Regions from separate parts of the Sus scrofa genome. Here regions 1, 2, 3 and 4 are each linked to region 5. Evidence: chromatin contacts called from public HiChIP or PLAC-seq and promoter capture Hi-C data. All regions are on one chromosome and are shown on one strand. The core of a region is the stretch at or near the end of the contact, and the rest is flanking DNA. Distances in the headings are between cores, read along the strand shown.

Region 1 (2,849 bases), core at 126-2,625, 220 kb after region 5:
GAAGAGCAGAGTGGGCAAGAGGCGGGGCAGGCGGGCTCCCTAGGCCCAGACACGCTGGCACTCCCGGGCCTGGGGAACTCGGGCTCCCCTGGTGGAGCCCTGGAAGGCAAAGAGGGAAGGGGGTGGGGTGTGACTATACTGACAGCAGTTTCCTGGTGCAGGAGAGGCCAGGGGCCAAGGCAGTTGGCAGAGGAGTGGGAGTGTGCAGGAGTCCTGGCTTTGGCTCCACATCTACCAGGATGGCAGGTGTGACCCCAGGCAAGCCACTCCGCTTCTCCTCATGAAAAACGAGGGACTTGGACTGGGTTTCTCAGGCCTCAGGGGAAGGTGCCAGGTGCCAGGTTCCCAGAGAGTAACTGGAGACAGGGAGAGGAGGGGAAGGCGGGCGAGGCTCCTCCCGGGCTCCCAGGGGCCCCTGGGAGAGGTGGCTCTGCCATTCCCCTGGGCGCCCAGGGACTTGGGAAGCTCAAGGGGGAAAGTGGGAGACAAAAGCAGGTTTCAAAAATAGCAGGATCTCAGCCCTGCCACCTGGACCCAACCAGAAGAAGGGACAACGGGGCCTAGATAGCCGGGTGTGCAATATCTTCTGAGACCCCAAGCTGAGCCTCACCCCCAACTTCAAGTAGGTACCTGGGAACCTAGGCTCACACCTGAGTCGGCTTCTGGGCGCCCAGGAGTCAAAAGATGGCCTCGTGGGTAGGACCGGGGTGGGGTGGGGGTTGCCAAGTGGGCTCCTGCCAGTCGCGGACCTCCGGGCTCGAGTGCAGGGGTGCGGGATGGGGGCATTTTCCTAAAAGCCTGCCCCCCCTCCCCCTCCCCCAGGTACCGACGGCGAGCTCCTGCCTCCCCTAGCTGTCCAAGGTGGGGAGACGCTGGGGCAGCGCAAGTTTGTTCTTGTGACCCGCAACCCCCTCACACTGCAGACCTCACCTGGCGACCCCGAGCTCCGGTCTCCTCCCCTCGTCCCCAGCCGCACAGAGTAGGGACAGAAGCGGGAATACAACTTGACCCCTGGCGACCCCTAACCCTGCAGGGCCGGGCAAGGTCGCGCCAGGCCGCGGGGCGCGGGTCAGGCCCTTCCTCTCCCCACGGGGCCCGCAGGAGGCGGGTCCGCGAGCCCCGACCCCCGCCCGGCCCCCGCCCGGCCCGGTTGGACGCGCACACACTCACTCCGGTGCCGGCCACTGCCCCCCCAGCTCTGCTTGGCCAGGCTGGGGCTTCGGATCAGCGCCCGCCCGGCGGACTTGAGCGCGTCCATGGCCGCTCTGGCCGCCGCTGCTGCTGCCACCGCCAAAACTCCGTCAGGGAAAACTTTCCGCCGGGGCCAGGCGGCGCGCGGGCTCCGCGCTCCTCCCCTCCCCGTGCGAGCTCCGCGCCGACGTCCGACGGGGCGGGGCGAGGGCCTGCCCGGCCCCGCCCCTGGCCCTGCCCCTGGCCCCCCCGCCGGGCCTTTGCCCTAGCTCCCCAAAGCTGTCAGACAAGGGCCCCCCCTGAGGCGGGAGCCGACAGTCCTAGGCGCCCCGTCTTTTCTTTCCTCTCCACAACTTCCTTATTTCCCACGGGGAGGAGCTTGAGGGTTGGAGACCCGCCGCACCCGTCGCGGGAGGCAGGCGCTGGCCTAAGATTTCTCGACAGCTGAAAAGTCGTTGAAAACCATTTCACTGATGGGGAGACTGAGGGGCGGAGAGAAGAAGAGGGTGACGCCCACTGCAGTGAGAGGCTTGGAAGGAGAGCTGACCGTGATAGAACTTTGCTGGCAACGGGGCAGGCAGACATATAAAGTTTGCCTTAGCAAGACCCGTTGGGCACTTGACTCACCCAACAGACCCAGCCTCTCCCTGGCACCATCTGGGCACTCTGGGCTGCCCCCTGCCCACCCTACTCCCCAAGTAGTCTCAGAGGTGGTGTGGCCTGAGTCTTATGCTCTGAGGTGTGGGGAAAGGAGCCTTAGCTCTGACGCTGCCTTGCTGTGTGACCTCGGGCAACTCCTTTCCCTCTCTGGGCCTTAATCTTTATCTGTAAAGTGAGATGAGATCCTACCTCTAGCGATTCTTTCAACCTGCCAGACCTTGACCCAGACGGTCCCCTGCTTGCTAGAAGGCACTTCAGTGGGAGTCTGGACTCAGAATTCCTCAAGCACAGATGTTCTAAGTCCAATATTTAGAATTCTCTCTAGGATCTTGTGCCTTCCCATCAGACTTTAGGAAGGGAGTCAAAAGGAGAGCACATATATTCAGACCATAGCCTGACTTCTTCTGTTGGTGAGATGCCACAGGCCTGAGTGTGGTTGTTGCCCGTTTCTACTCTTTTTGCCTCCGTCGCACTTTGTGTCCTTCGAGGGCAGTCAGTTTTTCTGATTCATTTCTGAATCCCAAATGCCTAGGAAGAAGTCCAAGTGGAGTTGGAATATAGTCAGTGTTTATTTTCTCCCTTCTTCCCTCCTTTCCTCCCTCTCTCCAGCTTTTCGCCCCAGCAGGCTGTCTTCTCCTGCCAGGGGCTGCAGTGAGGGCTAAGTAAGTCCGCAGGGCTGAACCCCCAGCTCTCTAACCCCAAGCCAGCTCATTCCTGGGGCAGAGAGAGGATATTCTGAAGCCTGAAGGAAAAGCAGTCACCTGGGGCTGGCTGGTGAAGGGCAGCTGGTGGCGTCCAGCTGGCCTGGGGAACCATATGGGCCCAGTAAACCAGCAAGCCTGGAAACTCTGTGCTGCAATGAAGGCTGTTTACAGGGCCATCCCCTCCTCCCGGAGGTGACTTGCTGGGAGCTGTCAGCCTTGCATCCCCCGCAGAGGGGCAGCCTGCTTGTGCCCCTTCTGCCAGTACCAGAAACAGAAGCAGAAACAGAAGGTCAG
Region 2 (2,700 bases), core at 32-2,531, 160 kb after region 5:
TCCGGCTCGCGGGCCAGAGAGTGGCCGGCGACTTGGGCCACTGCCTCCATGCCGGGCTGCTGGGTCCGGGGGGCCAGGAAGAGGCGCTTGAGGCGAGAAGAGTTGGGCAGCAGGAAGAGGGCCCCGAAGCACAGGGTGATGAGGCCGGAGAGGAAGAGAAGGAAGAGGAACTTCTGCGGCAGCCGCAGCCCCCACGAGGAGGCCGGGACGAAGCCGGGCACTTTCCTCATGAGCATCGTGGCCGGGCACAGGGCTAGGGACAGTCAGCTCCAGCCAGGCCCCTGAGGCCCTTGGAGTCCAGGCACTTGTCAGCTGGGGGCTCGGGGAGAGTAGGTCGTCGAGGAGCGTCTCTCGGGGTGGGTGTCCCTGAGAGCTTCGCCTCTCGGGGACGGCTCCTGAAGTTCAGGGAGTTTGGGGCGCGTCCTCCCGCGCCGGGGTGGGGGCGCAGCGACCTCGGCGGGGCCCGGGCGAGCGAGGCGGCGGGGCCCGGGCCCGCAAGGGTCGGCCGCCTGCCGCAGCCCTTTCTCCGGCCGCCGCTCAGCCCCTCCTCGCAGCGGCCGGAGCTCCCGGGGCCCGCGCCTTCCCGCGCTGCGGCCGCCGCCGGGGCCGTCACATGCCGTCCACGGCGCCCACGCTGTTGGCGCGGAGGGGAGCCCGCAGGCCTCGTCCCCGCGCCGAGCCGCCCTCAACCCCTCGGCCCAAAGTTTTAGCCTCAGAAGCAGTTTCCAGAAGGGGCCACCTTCTGGGGGCGAAGCGGCAGCGGGGCTGGAGTGTCAGTGGCGCTCAGAGAGCGCGCCGGCCCAGCCGGGTCGCGGCAGTGCCGGGGCTCGGCTAAGGGGACGCGTCCACAACTTTGCTCCGCCGCGGAGCGGGCGCCGGCGAGCGGGAGCAGACACTTCGGAGCCTGCAGGGGTAGGGGCTTCCCGGGTCCCCAGGAGCAGAGGGATGCCCGAGCCCTGGTCCGGTGCCCGGCACCGTCCGCGACCAGCCGCGGCGGGGCGGCTGCAGCTGCGCCCGGGAGTGCGAGCTCCCGCCCCGCCAACTCGGTGGGGCTCCGGGTTCCTGCTGGGATCACCTGTTCCCGGTCCCCGCCGGCTCCGCGGAGCGCGCAGTCCCGGCTGCGCCTCCCCCGCTGCAGCTGGCCTCCTCTCAGCGGCCGCTCCAGACGGGCCGCTGCAGCCGCAGGCTGAGCCTCCTCCACCGCCGCCGCCGCCGCCGCCGCCACCGCCGGCGCCGCCGCTGCCGAGCCTGCGCCCCACAGGCGCGCACACCGCCCGGACGCCCCCGCCGCTGCCGCCGCAGCTCCGGCTTTCACTGAGACAGCACCCTCGGCCCCGCCTCCCGTCGGGCCACGCCCTCGGGCCACGCCCACTGCGCGCGTCCCGCGGTCCACCACCGCCGCGGCGCCGCAGCCAGGCCAATGGCCTCGCGGCTGGAGTAAGGAGTGCAGGGCCTGAGCCCGGGTGGGGAGAGGAGCTGGGACTCCAAGCCACGCCCCCTTCCTCAAAGGGCCGGCGCCGAGCACACTACCCCCACCCCCACCCCGCCCCATCCCGCCGGCACCAATGGTCCAGTTGCGCGGGGTTGGCGAGGGCGGGGGTGGAGAGCGGAGCGAGGTCATTGGCTGCCTCGGAGGGATCCCCGTTGGGCCGCAGTCGCCCATTGGTTAGTGCCCAGCATTCTCTGGACTGGGAGAGACCGAGACACCGCCTCCCACCCTTGTCCCCGCCCTCGCCGCTACAGTTGTCGGTCCCCCGGAGGGGGCACGAGCCCCAGCTGGTCTGGAGGGTTCTCGTAGTGGTTTGGTAATCTCACTCACCCCTCTGTGCCAGTCCGGGATTGGCGGGGAGCTGGAGGCCTGCCCAGGGAACCCGAGAGCTTCCGCAGGGGCGGCCGTGGTGCTGCTGTGGCAGGCTGTGAGGAAGGGCTGGCTGGAGCCAAGCCAACCCGGCGGTTGGGCCGGGCTAAGGCAGTGTTTCCACTAGACCCCCTCCCGCAGACCACAACTCTGCCTTCCTTTTCCCACAGCCCCAAACCAGGCCGGCCCCCTGGGTAGGGCAGATAAAGAAGCTAACCGCAGCGGTGCCAGAGCAAGGAAGGAGAAGGAACCTTGGTCATGTGCGCAGAAGACCATACACATCAGGTGATGTGCGTACCCAGATGCCTGCGTGTGTTTATGTGCACATGTGTGCTCCAGTGCATAGACATGGATGCACTCAGAGATTGCATGTGGGTGTGTACCTGCACACAAACATACACTTAATTTAGGTATGGACGCCAAGTGATTTTCCAAAGTACATGAAGACATATCAGTACAAGTACTGACATGCACAAACTCAGACACACAATAGATAGGTTCAAAAACATGCACTTATACACACAGTCAGGCTTATATTCCTAGACACAGGTGTATCTCAACCCCAAGACCCTCACACCTTCCTTCCAGGATTCAATTCTCTCTGCATCTTCCCTTTCTGTTAAACCAAACCCAAGGCAGAGAAACATTGTGTTGTGTGGGTCTTTCATGCAAGACACTTTATAGAGACAAATAGCAGAGGGAGAGACAAATTAAGAGGTGTAATAGGCAAGAGGGAAAATATCTGCTTTCAGCTGTAATTTAAAATGAAATGCAGTGTTGATGAGACAGAAAATACTGCAGGGAGGCCTTTGCTACAGAAGAAGTAGCCCAGGCAGGCTCTC
Region 3 (2,700 bases), core at 92-2,591, 250 kb after region 5:
CCAAAACAGCACAAGTTCTGAGGACAAAGGGGAAGGGAATGTTGAAAAGCCGACTCTGCTGACAACACCGCCGGCCAAACACACCTCATTGAAGTCCCCGCCAGAAGGTGTCTGGAGGCTTGCAGAGCTTCGGAACAGGGGCAGAATGGACCATGGCCCAGAGGAAACCTGTCTGAGCTTCTTGGATGGGGCTTAAAAGGCCACACCATGTTGATGCTAAGCCTGGGATTCTTAGGACAGAGATCAGAGGTATAATGGCAGATGATTCCAGAACCCTAGCAAGCCCATCCTGAGGGAATAAAAAGAACGAACTTCAGGCAGAGGCAGAGGAATGAAAGGCAAACACTGAAGTAGGACTAAAGCAGGAACAAAGTAAGCCCAAAGAAGAAGGGAGCCAAGAAAAGAAATGTGGTTCCCTTGGGCAAATGGATCAGTCTTTAAGCAGGTACCTTCCTGGAGAAGGATTTCTGTTTTACAATTTGAAGACTGTCAAAATGAAAAAGCCCCACACTGAGGTCAGGTGCAGTGGTGCCAGCACTTGGGGAAATCGGGTCTGAGGCGCCACTTGGCTAAAAACGGCTAGGCCCCCAGCAGCTTCCAGCAGTGAGGTTTTCCTGATGGAGACGTGATTGTTCTCAGGGCATCCAGCTGTTTAGGAAATCTTCGCACCTGGCAAAGTCAAGCAGGAGTTTGTAGAGACAAATCAAGCAAAACAAGGCTTCAGCAGCAACTCGAGACAGGCAGATGGAAGATGTCACGGTGAATATTCCACTTCAAATTTTCTCCTCTCCTAGAAAGAGTTCTGTTTATACTGTCATTCGAATAGTATGATTGCAGGGGTGTTCTGATCCAGGTAAGACACCGTATTTCAGGTTACATGTCTAATCTATTAATTAACTATATTCATTCAGTAAGTATTCATTGAGCACATGCTACGTGGCAGTCATTGCTCTAGGTTCTGGGGTTATAGCAGTAAATAAACAAGCAAAAATTCCTGCCTTTGTAGAGTTTACATTGTAATGGAGGGGAGAGACAACAAAAGCAGGAAAATGTGTAACATTTGAGATTTCCATCTCCAGCTTGCCCCTCATCAATTAAGCTCTTAATTTTTGAAGCTTTGTCTGCTTTTGAGTGTTGGCTGCTTCTGAACTAGCAGAGAGGGACAGTGTTGAGTCTTCGAATTAGGAAAGTCAGCTCAGGTTGGGGCTTCTAAACTATGCATAAACAACTGAATCACCTGGAGACATTGAAGCGGGGCAGGCCCGAGGTGTGGACCACACTGGTGAGGAGCTCCCCAGGGAGTCAGGCCGCAGAGGGCGGGGCGGGGCTTGCTGGGAACTCGGATTCCAGGCAGGCCCCGCCTCACCACCACTGCCAGCTTCAGCCCCTGACCTCGCCATTGGAGGCCCTGGCTGGCAGAGCCTGTTTGTCGTCACTTCACCTAATTCCCACAGCAGCTCCTTCTGCAGTCAGGGCAGCCAGGAACAATTCTCCTTCTTAAAGGTGAGGAAACAGCCCCCACCCCAGAGAGGTTAAGGGGAGGGGGTCACAGATTGCTGGGGCACAGCAGGGAGCAGACTCCCATCCACAGGGCTTGGCTAGGCCTGGAGCAGACGAGGAGCTTTGCAGAGGGGAGAGGCAGGCCTGTGAAGAAACCTGCTCAGCAGTCAGCATCACTGAGTCACAGCCAAGGAGGCATCTCGAGAACTCAGGGGCTCCTTATCCTAGCCAGGTCTAGCTACTGCGGCCCACCTGAAAACAGCTGCCTGGCTGGCCTTCACTGCATTCATTGGCTTTAAGGTGGGTTTCCGGTTTACCTCCTCACCTCCCTTTGGCGTGGTGTGAATTTTGCCAGAAGCAACCTGAGAGCAGTTGTGAGGCATGTTCAGCCCATCCAGGTGGCCTTGCACAGCCCGGTTAATACAGCCCAGGGAGCCTGGGGAACTGGGAGGGCAGAAGGACTCTGCCCTGCCTTCAGGCTGGGAGCCTGAGGAACCGTTCATTCTCATCTTGTGAGATGTCTTGGAAAGATGCTGAGGGAAGGGGCACACAACAGGTATTTCCTTCTGTCAAGTTAGGAGATGTCATCAAAGAGGTTATTCAGCCAAAGCACACGCAGTCCATTCTTTCCTTAGCTATTTAACCATCCAGAATGGCAAATCCTGTTTTATGGCATGTAATAAATTATATTGTACTAAAAGGGAACCATTTTATGATGGGCCTAAAATAACACAAACAACTGGAGAGCTCTTTGGTGGAAAAGAACATGACAGTGAGAATGCTGGAGGCAGACACATGCCTTCAGGGAAGGCGAAGGCAAATGCCAGGCCGAGGAGGTTCCCCAGGGAGCGCTGCTCCCAGTATCAAGTGTGGTGTGTCTGCAAGCGCCTCAACGGCCCAGACTCAGGAAGGCTATCCAGCCACAGGGACAGGGGGTGAGGTGCCAAGAGCAGTATTTTCCAAAACTGAAGCCAAGATCAATTGTAACAAAGGCCGAGAGAGGCAGCTGGCTTCTCAGAGGACAAAAACAAAGCCTCTAGAAACAAGGGAGGACTACCGAAGAGGTTACCTGCGAGGGCAGTTCAGGATCTGTGACACATAGGAAACCCAATAGGGTGCTGGTCACAAAGCAGCCCGACGAGATTCTGGAAAATGGGAAGGAAACTGGCTCTCAAAAATGTCTCACCAACTACCTCCAAC
Region 4 (2,700 bases), core at 194-2,693, 190 kb after region 5:
AGAGGTGGTATGCCAGCACACCCCTGGCTTCATCCTAGCTCTGATTCCCTAAGGGGTGGCAATGGAGCCACCTGCCTCTTTGAGTATGTGCCAGGGAGGGAGAGGAAGAGGGGGAAAAGGAGGGGGGGAAGGGGGAGGAATGGGGAAGGGGGAGGGAGGAGAGGACAAATCTCCCCTGACCATAGAACCAGGCCGGCTCTCCAGCCTCGTGGAGAACCGGCACCAAGGGAATGTCACGGCCAGACTTGGCTGAGTCTCTCCAGATCCCTCCTCTCTGGAGCTGGGCTGTGGGGTCAGCTGTCCTGAAAAGCGAGGGCTCTGCTGGGGGCAGATCTCTGAACAAAACGGTCTTCCTGGGAGTGAGGAAAGAGAAAATGGAGGCGACAGATGGCAGCAGTGACCCCCATTCTCTCTTGAGGTGCCTACTCACACTGGTGGCTTCATTGATGACCCCCAGAACCTGGTCCCCACCCAAACATATGTAACTGACCACCCCCTGGATGTCTTTCCTTGGACAAGAAGGGACGTCTAAGAGCCAGTGCACATAGCATTGACCGTGGCCCGGCTGCTCTTCCGGTGCTGTCCATGTATCAGCTGAGCTCATACAAGAGCCCTACCAGATGGGGGCGTTGCTCTCATTCACAGACGAGGAAAACGAGGCTGGGGCGGGGGGGTAACTTGCCAGAGCCCATGGTGCCTTGAGGGGGAAGCAGCCACCGGCTCCAGGTCGTTGCTCCGAACCCCAACTCCACCCTGCTCACCACGAGAGCGACCCCCTCAAACCCACTTGAAGCGCTTCCCTTTCTCGCCTTAACTGCAACTCCATGTTCAGGTGTCACTGCAGGCAGGCATCAATGTTCTAGAAAGCTTTCTAACCCCAGCCCAGTTAGATACTCCACCCAGGGCTGGTGCAGTGACCTCTGCCGCCCCCATCAGAGCCAAGGGCACTGGGCCTTCTGACTGTCTGGCTTCTTGTCTGCTTCCCTTGAGATCGGGAAATGGGTCCTACAGCTCCCCAGGCCAGCGGCCTCAGCCCAGGACCCAGCATGCCAAGCTGCGTGGTACAGAGTGGGTGGGCAAGAGCCCAGCCCCAGGCCCTCAGCACGCTCCCCTCTCCTCACCGCCAGATCCCTGGAGCCTGGTGGTCCAGGCACACAGACCCCTCTACCCAGCCTTCCAGGCAAACCTCCTGGCAGCCCCCCCGCCACCCCTGCCGCTGCCCCTCCACCACCCAGCTGGGTCTGCTTCATACGCTCAGCATGGATTTCCTTACCTCCGCTTCTCAGCCTCCTTCCTGTTTTACTCTTTTATTAAGATTCTAATTAAATAATTCTAATTAAATGTAATGAGCTGAATCGACAAACTTATTGCGATAAAGCAGCATTCAAGACATTCTCTCCCCTGATCTTCCCCGGGCAGTGGAACTGAGATGGCACTGGGGGTGACTCAGCAGGGCTGTGACTGAATGCTGTGCCCACAAGGTATAACCATGAGCCAGAGCCACTGGGCCAGCACCCAAGGCCCCGCTGAGGTCTCCCCAACCCATGCGTCCTACAGCCATGCTTTTGGAAGAAGTTGCTCTGTTCTTAGAGCCCAAGCACTGGCCCCGGGCCACCCTGTCAGGCCCTCCTCTGGTCTGTGCCTCAGGTCAGCCCCAATGCCTCACCTGATGGCAACAAATGGCCTCCCCACACCAGGAGGGGCAGCAAAGACTCCAGCCCTGTAACTGGGGTTTGCTAACCAAGGGGGCCTTGGCCTCTGCCCTTCAGCCCTGCTCTCGGAAGAGGAAGAAAGGCCTCACTTGCCCTTCCCGGTGGCCTTTGGTCTCTGCAACTGTAAAAGGAGAAAAGAGAATCCAGAGCTATTCTGGGGGTCAGGAACCTGATCCTGAATCTCCCAATGGCATCAGGAATAACAACCACCATGGACCAGACACCTGCTAGAGTCAGGCACTAGGCTTTATATTCACTGCCTCATGCTGCTGCTTTTGAAGCCAGACTGCCTAGTTCAAAGCCAGGCTCTCCCAGTCCCAGCTGAATGACCCTGGGCCAGTAACTTCACCTCTCTGGGCTTCAGTTTCTTCTTCAGTAAAATGAGGACAGCATCCACTTTAGAGGGTTAGCGTGAGCATTTAATAAGGTGATCCATGCAAAGCCCTTAGCACAGGGCCTGGCACATAAAAAGTGCTCATTTAATCTTCATGATACTATCCTGAGATGGGGCCCCATTCTACAGAGAGGAAATTGAGCCATCATTTGACCAAGGCTATGAACTAGTGACTATGTGTAGTAAGTGACAGAGTAGGATTTGAACCCAGGTCCCTCTGACACCTAACTCTCTGTTTTCCACAGTGCTGATGTCCTGGCTTGTCCGGAAGGCCTCCAGGTTTAGGAATCTCTTACTGGCAGAGGGCTGGCAGAGCCCATACTTTAGACAGTCTTCCTGAGTGGTGAAAGCCCTGGTCCAGCTTGATCCCCAGGGAAGGAGGGGGTCTCTGCGCTTTAAAGCACAGCGCTGTGGGAACCAGGGGCTGGGCATCCTTGCTACTTCAGCTGTCAGATGTCCCCACAGGGCAGACCCTCAACCCAAATCCCCAAAGAGCACACATCAACTCCACTGGGTCTCAGGGGCATCTGTTTTGATCTGCTATACAAATGAGAGCTGAGCTCTGCAGAGCATCAAGCAACAGAGCACCCTGAC
Region 5 (2,700 bases), core at 116-2,615:
TGGGCTTGTCTCCCAAACTATAAACATGAGGATCAGGACAGTGTTCATCTCACGGGGCATTGCACAGATTAGAGGCTTAACTCCCAGGAGGTGCTTAAAGTGATGTCTGGTCCTGAGGAAGTGCTCAGGGAATATTAGCTACTATTATTCACACGAGGAGAACAGGCTCAGGGGTGTGTGTGTGTGTTTGTGTGTGTGTGTGTGTTGTATGTGCATGTGTCTGTTAAAGCAGCTTGCCCAAACCCCGGCTAGAAAGTGTCAGGGATGGGAGGACCCCAGGGCTGCTAGGCCCCACAGGCCTCCCCCCGACTCCAGGCAGCCCCCCTGCTTAGAGCAGACACAAGCAAGAAGCAGAGGGCAGGGCCTTGCCTCCTCCTCCCCAGTCCCCAGGCTCTCCTGGTACCTGTCAGCTTCTCGGCGATGGGCTTGAACTCCTCAGGGCTGATGTACATGTCCTGGTCAGTGTCCAGGGAGGAAAAGAGGAAGAGGCCTTCTGTCCCCAGGGCTTTCAGTGCTGAATCCTGCTTGGGAGGAGGTGGCTGGGCTGAGCAGTTGGATTCCCAACCCATATCCCAAAAGCATGCAAGGAGCAGCTCCTGCCACCATCTTCCTGAGTTCCCTCAGCCCACCTCCCAGTTCGTGTGTCCAAACACCACCTCTGTGCACCCCAGAACCCCAGTCCCCTTCCCACCCCTCCTGGTCCCTTTGCTTCACTCCCTGCCCTCATCCAGTATCCACTCTGGTGATCCCTTTCTATCTGGACCCATCCCCCATCACCCTCTGGTCCACCCATTGTCCTCGTCTGACTCCCCTGCCCACTGTCCCAGCGCTCCCTGGACCCATCCAGAGGCTCCAGTCCCTGCTTCTATGAGCTTTGTCTGCGGTCCACTGTCCCAGTCACCCACATATACTGTTCCCCTGAAGCCTGTCCCAGCCCCTGCTGCACGCTGGCCAGTCCTTCCACCTCCCCCATCAGTCCTTCCAAGTCTGCCCGCCCCCCCAACCCCGTTTTCTTAGCCCTTCCATGCAGCCCTCCCAGCCCTAAGGCCCCGTCCCCTCGGGTCGGGGCGCCCTTCCATCCCCGACCTCGCCTGGTCCCCCACCCGGCCCGGCCCCTCAGAGCCCAGCCCCTCCCAAGCCCACCCGACTCTCCCGGCCGCCGCGCCCTCCCCGCGGCCCGGACCTGCCGCGCGGCGCCTGGGCCTCGGAGTGGCGGGCGAAGGCCCGCGCGGCGGCGGCGGCCGCGGCGGCGGCGAACAGCGCTCCGAGCAGCGCCAGGATGCGGCCGCGGCGCGGCGGGGGAGCGGGCGGCTCGGCGGGGCCGGGGCTGGGCGGCCCGCGCTCGCCCGGCCGGGCCCGGCCCATGTCGGCGACTCGCGGACGCTCCGGGCGGCCGGGAACGCGGACGGGCGGCGGCGCGGGCGCGGGCGGGCCGGGGGCGGGGCCGGGGGACCCCGCGGGCCGGGGCGGGGCAGCCGGGGGCGGGGCAACCGGGGGCGCGGCGTCCATGGGCGCGCTGGTCAGTAACCGGGCACCGGGACCCATTCCTGCCATTCGGTGCCTTCTTCTGGCATTTAATCTTCCACAAAGAAACCGGGCCTCCGCGTCCCATCCGGCCTGGAAGTGCCAGGCCGAGGCCTGGGAGAAGGAAGGGGCTGGGCTGGGCGGGGTGGGGAGGACCGCACATCTGAAGCTTTGTCAGCTCTCTGTCCAGCTCTGTAGGCAGATGTGAGGGACCCAGCGGAGGGCACTTAGGTCCTCCAGCAGCTTCCAGGAATCTAGCTTCCACCCTTATTCCACCTGCCTTCTAAAATGTCCTCAGTCATCCCAAACCAGAAAAACCACCAGGTCCAACCCTCGCTATCCTTTTCATGGTCCACCTGGAAGGGCACTCCTGTAAATTCATCAGGATGGGAGCTACCTGTAGCCCTGAACCCTCACCTGTGGGACTAAAATTTCCTCACCTATAAGGAGGATTCAGGCTCTTCCGTGGGTTGTGGTGAAGAGGAAATACCCGGGTTGGCTGGGGTGGCAGTCCCTGGGCACCAAGCAAGGCTGGCTGTGAGTTGCCACCGCAGTGGTTTTTCTGGAGGACAACACGTGGAGGACTACCTTGAGGATAGAGGCAAGTGAAGTTTAATGACGTAATTTCTTTTTCAATTTTTAGGGCTACTCCCATGGCATATGGAGGTTCCCAGGCCACGGGTCGAATGGGAGCTACAGCTATCAGGCCTACACCACTGCCGCAGCAACGCGGGATCTGAGCTGTGTTTGCGACTTACGCCATAGGCTCATGGCAACGCCGGGTCCTTAACCCACTGAGCGAGGCCAGGGATCGAACCGACGTCCTCATGGATACTCGTCGGGCCGCGATGGGAACGCCCAGGAAGCACTTTCAAATCTGTTAAGTTCCTTGGTTCCCCTGGGCCTCTTCCGTTGTTATATCAAAGCCCCACGGAGCTCAGAGATGGCTCTGCCTGCACTTTGCCACCAGAGGGCAGCAGAGGCCAAAGCTTCTAGACAAGTACCCGGAGCCCAGGAGACCGGGAGAGCCCGGCTGGCACTTTGCCACCAGAGGGCAGCAGAGGCCAAAGCTTCTAGACAAGTACCCGGAGCCCAGGAGACCGGGAGAGCCCGGGTGCTGTCCTTGGAGATCACTGCCTGCCCCAGGGCCTGTGCACCCAATAAGTGCGGGATGTT

Evidence for each region. Promoter capture Hi-C pulls out the DNA fragments that hold promoters and counts their contacts. HiChIP or PLAC-seq counts read pairs in DNA pulled down with a chosen protein or histone mark.
Region 1: a contact with region 5 is called in an H3K27ac HiChIP or PLAC-seq map of skeletal muscle. The contact joins the promoter of LDLRAP1 here to the promoter of SELENON in region 5. A contact is called at or near these places in 3 of 5 promoter capture datasets (fetal skeletal muscle and liver), 1 of 47 Hi-C or Micro-C datasets (skeletal muscle) and 1 of 2 datasets of contacts at active chromatin or transcription factors (skeletal muscle).
Region 2: a contact with region 5 is called in a promoter capture Hi-C map of liver, with 6 times the contacts expected there. The contact joins the promoter of MAN1C1 here to the promoter of SELENON in region 5. A contact is called at or near these places in 3 of 5 promoter capture datasets (fetal liver and liver), 26 of 47 Hi-C or Micro-C datasets (adipose tissue, alveolar macrophages, blood and 13 more) and 1 of 2 datasets of contacts at active chromatin or transcription factors (skeletal muscle).
Region 3: a contact with region 5 is called in an H3K27ac HiChIP or PLAC-seq map of skeletal muscle. The contact joins the enhancer-like site here to the promoter of SELENON in region 5. A contact is called at or near these places in 2 of 5 promoter capture datasets (fetal liver and liver), 31 of 47 Hi-C or Micro-C datasets (adipocytes, adipose tissue, alveolar macrophages and 17 more) and 2 of 2 datasets of contacts at active chromatin or transcription factors (alveolar macrophages and skeletal muscle).
Region 4: a contact with region 5 is called in an H3K27ac HiChIP or PLAC-seq map of skeletal muscle. The contact joins the enhancer-like site here to the promoter of SELENON in region 5. A contact is called at or near these places in 12 of 47 Hi-C or Micro-C datasets (adipose tissue, blood, embryonic fibroblasts and 6 more) and 1 of 2 datasets of contacts at active chromatin or transcription factors (skeletal muscle).

Annotation. Positions count from the first base shown.
Region 1 is chr6:83,029,155-83,032,003 of Sscrofa11.1, reverse strand. LDLRAP1 (low density lipoprotein receptor adapter protein 1) reads right to left here and starts at 1,375. Exons shown (of 9, transcript XM_003127708.4): 1 at 1,171-1,375. The coding sequence starts at 1,258.
Region 2 is chr6:83,088,523-83,091,222 of Sscrofa11.1, reverse strand. It overlaps MAN1C1 (mannosyl-oligosaccharide 1,2-alpha-mannosidase IC), which reads right to left and starts at 1,281. Exons shown (of 12, transcript XM_021095595.1): 1 at 1-1,281. The coding sequence starts at 236.
Region 3 is chr6:82,997,517-83,000,216 of Sscrofa11.1, reverse strand. No RefSeq gene overlaps it. Among named protein-coding and RNA genes, the nearest start is that of LDLRAP1, 32 kb to the left of the region's middle. Within about 2 kb of position 1,341, at least 22 of the 83 cell types and tissues checked have an H3K27ac peak or open chromatin away from gene starts, as enhancers often do. A contact at or near this core is called in adipose tissue, fetal liver, liver and 4 more, where this site is marked.
Region 4 is chr6:83,059,929-83,062,628 of Sscrofa11.1, reverse strand. No RefSeq gene overlaps it. Among named protein-coding and RNA genes, the nearest start is that of MAN1C1, 29 kb to the left of the region's middle. Within about 2 kb of position 1,443, at least 2 of the 83 cell types and tissues checked have an H3K27ac peak or open chromatin away from gene starts, as enhancers often do. A contact at or near this core is called in skeletal muscle, where this site is marked.
Region 5 is chr6:83,245,599-83,248,298 of Sscrofa11.1, reverse strand. SELENON (selenoprotein N) reads right to left here and starts at 1,365. Exons shown (of 13, transcript XM_021095600.1): 1 at 1,196-1,365; 2 at 1,032-1,041; 3 at 404-524. The coding sequence starts at 1,365.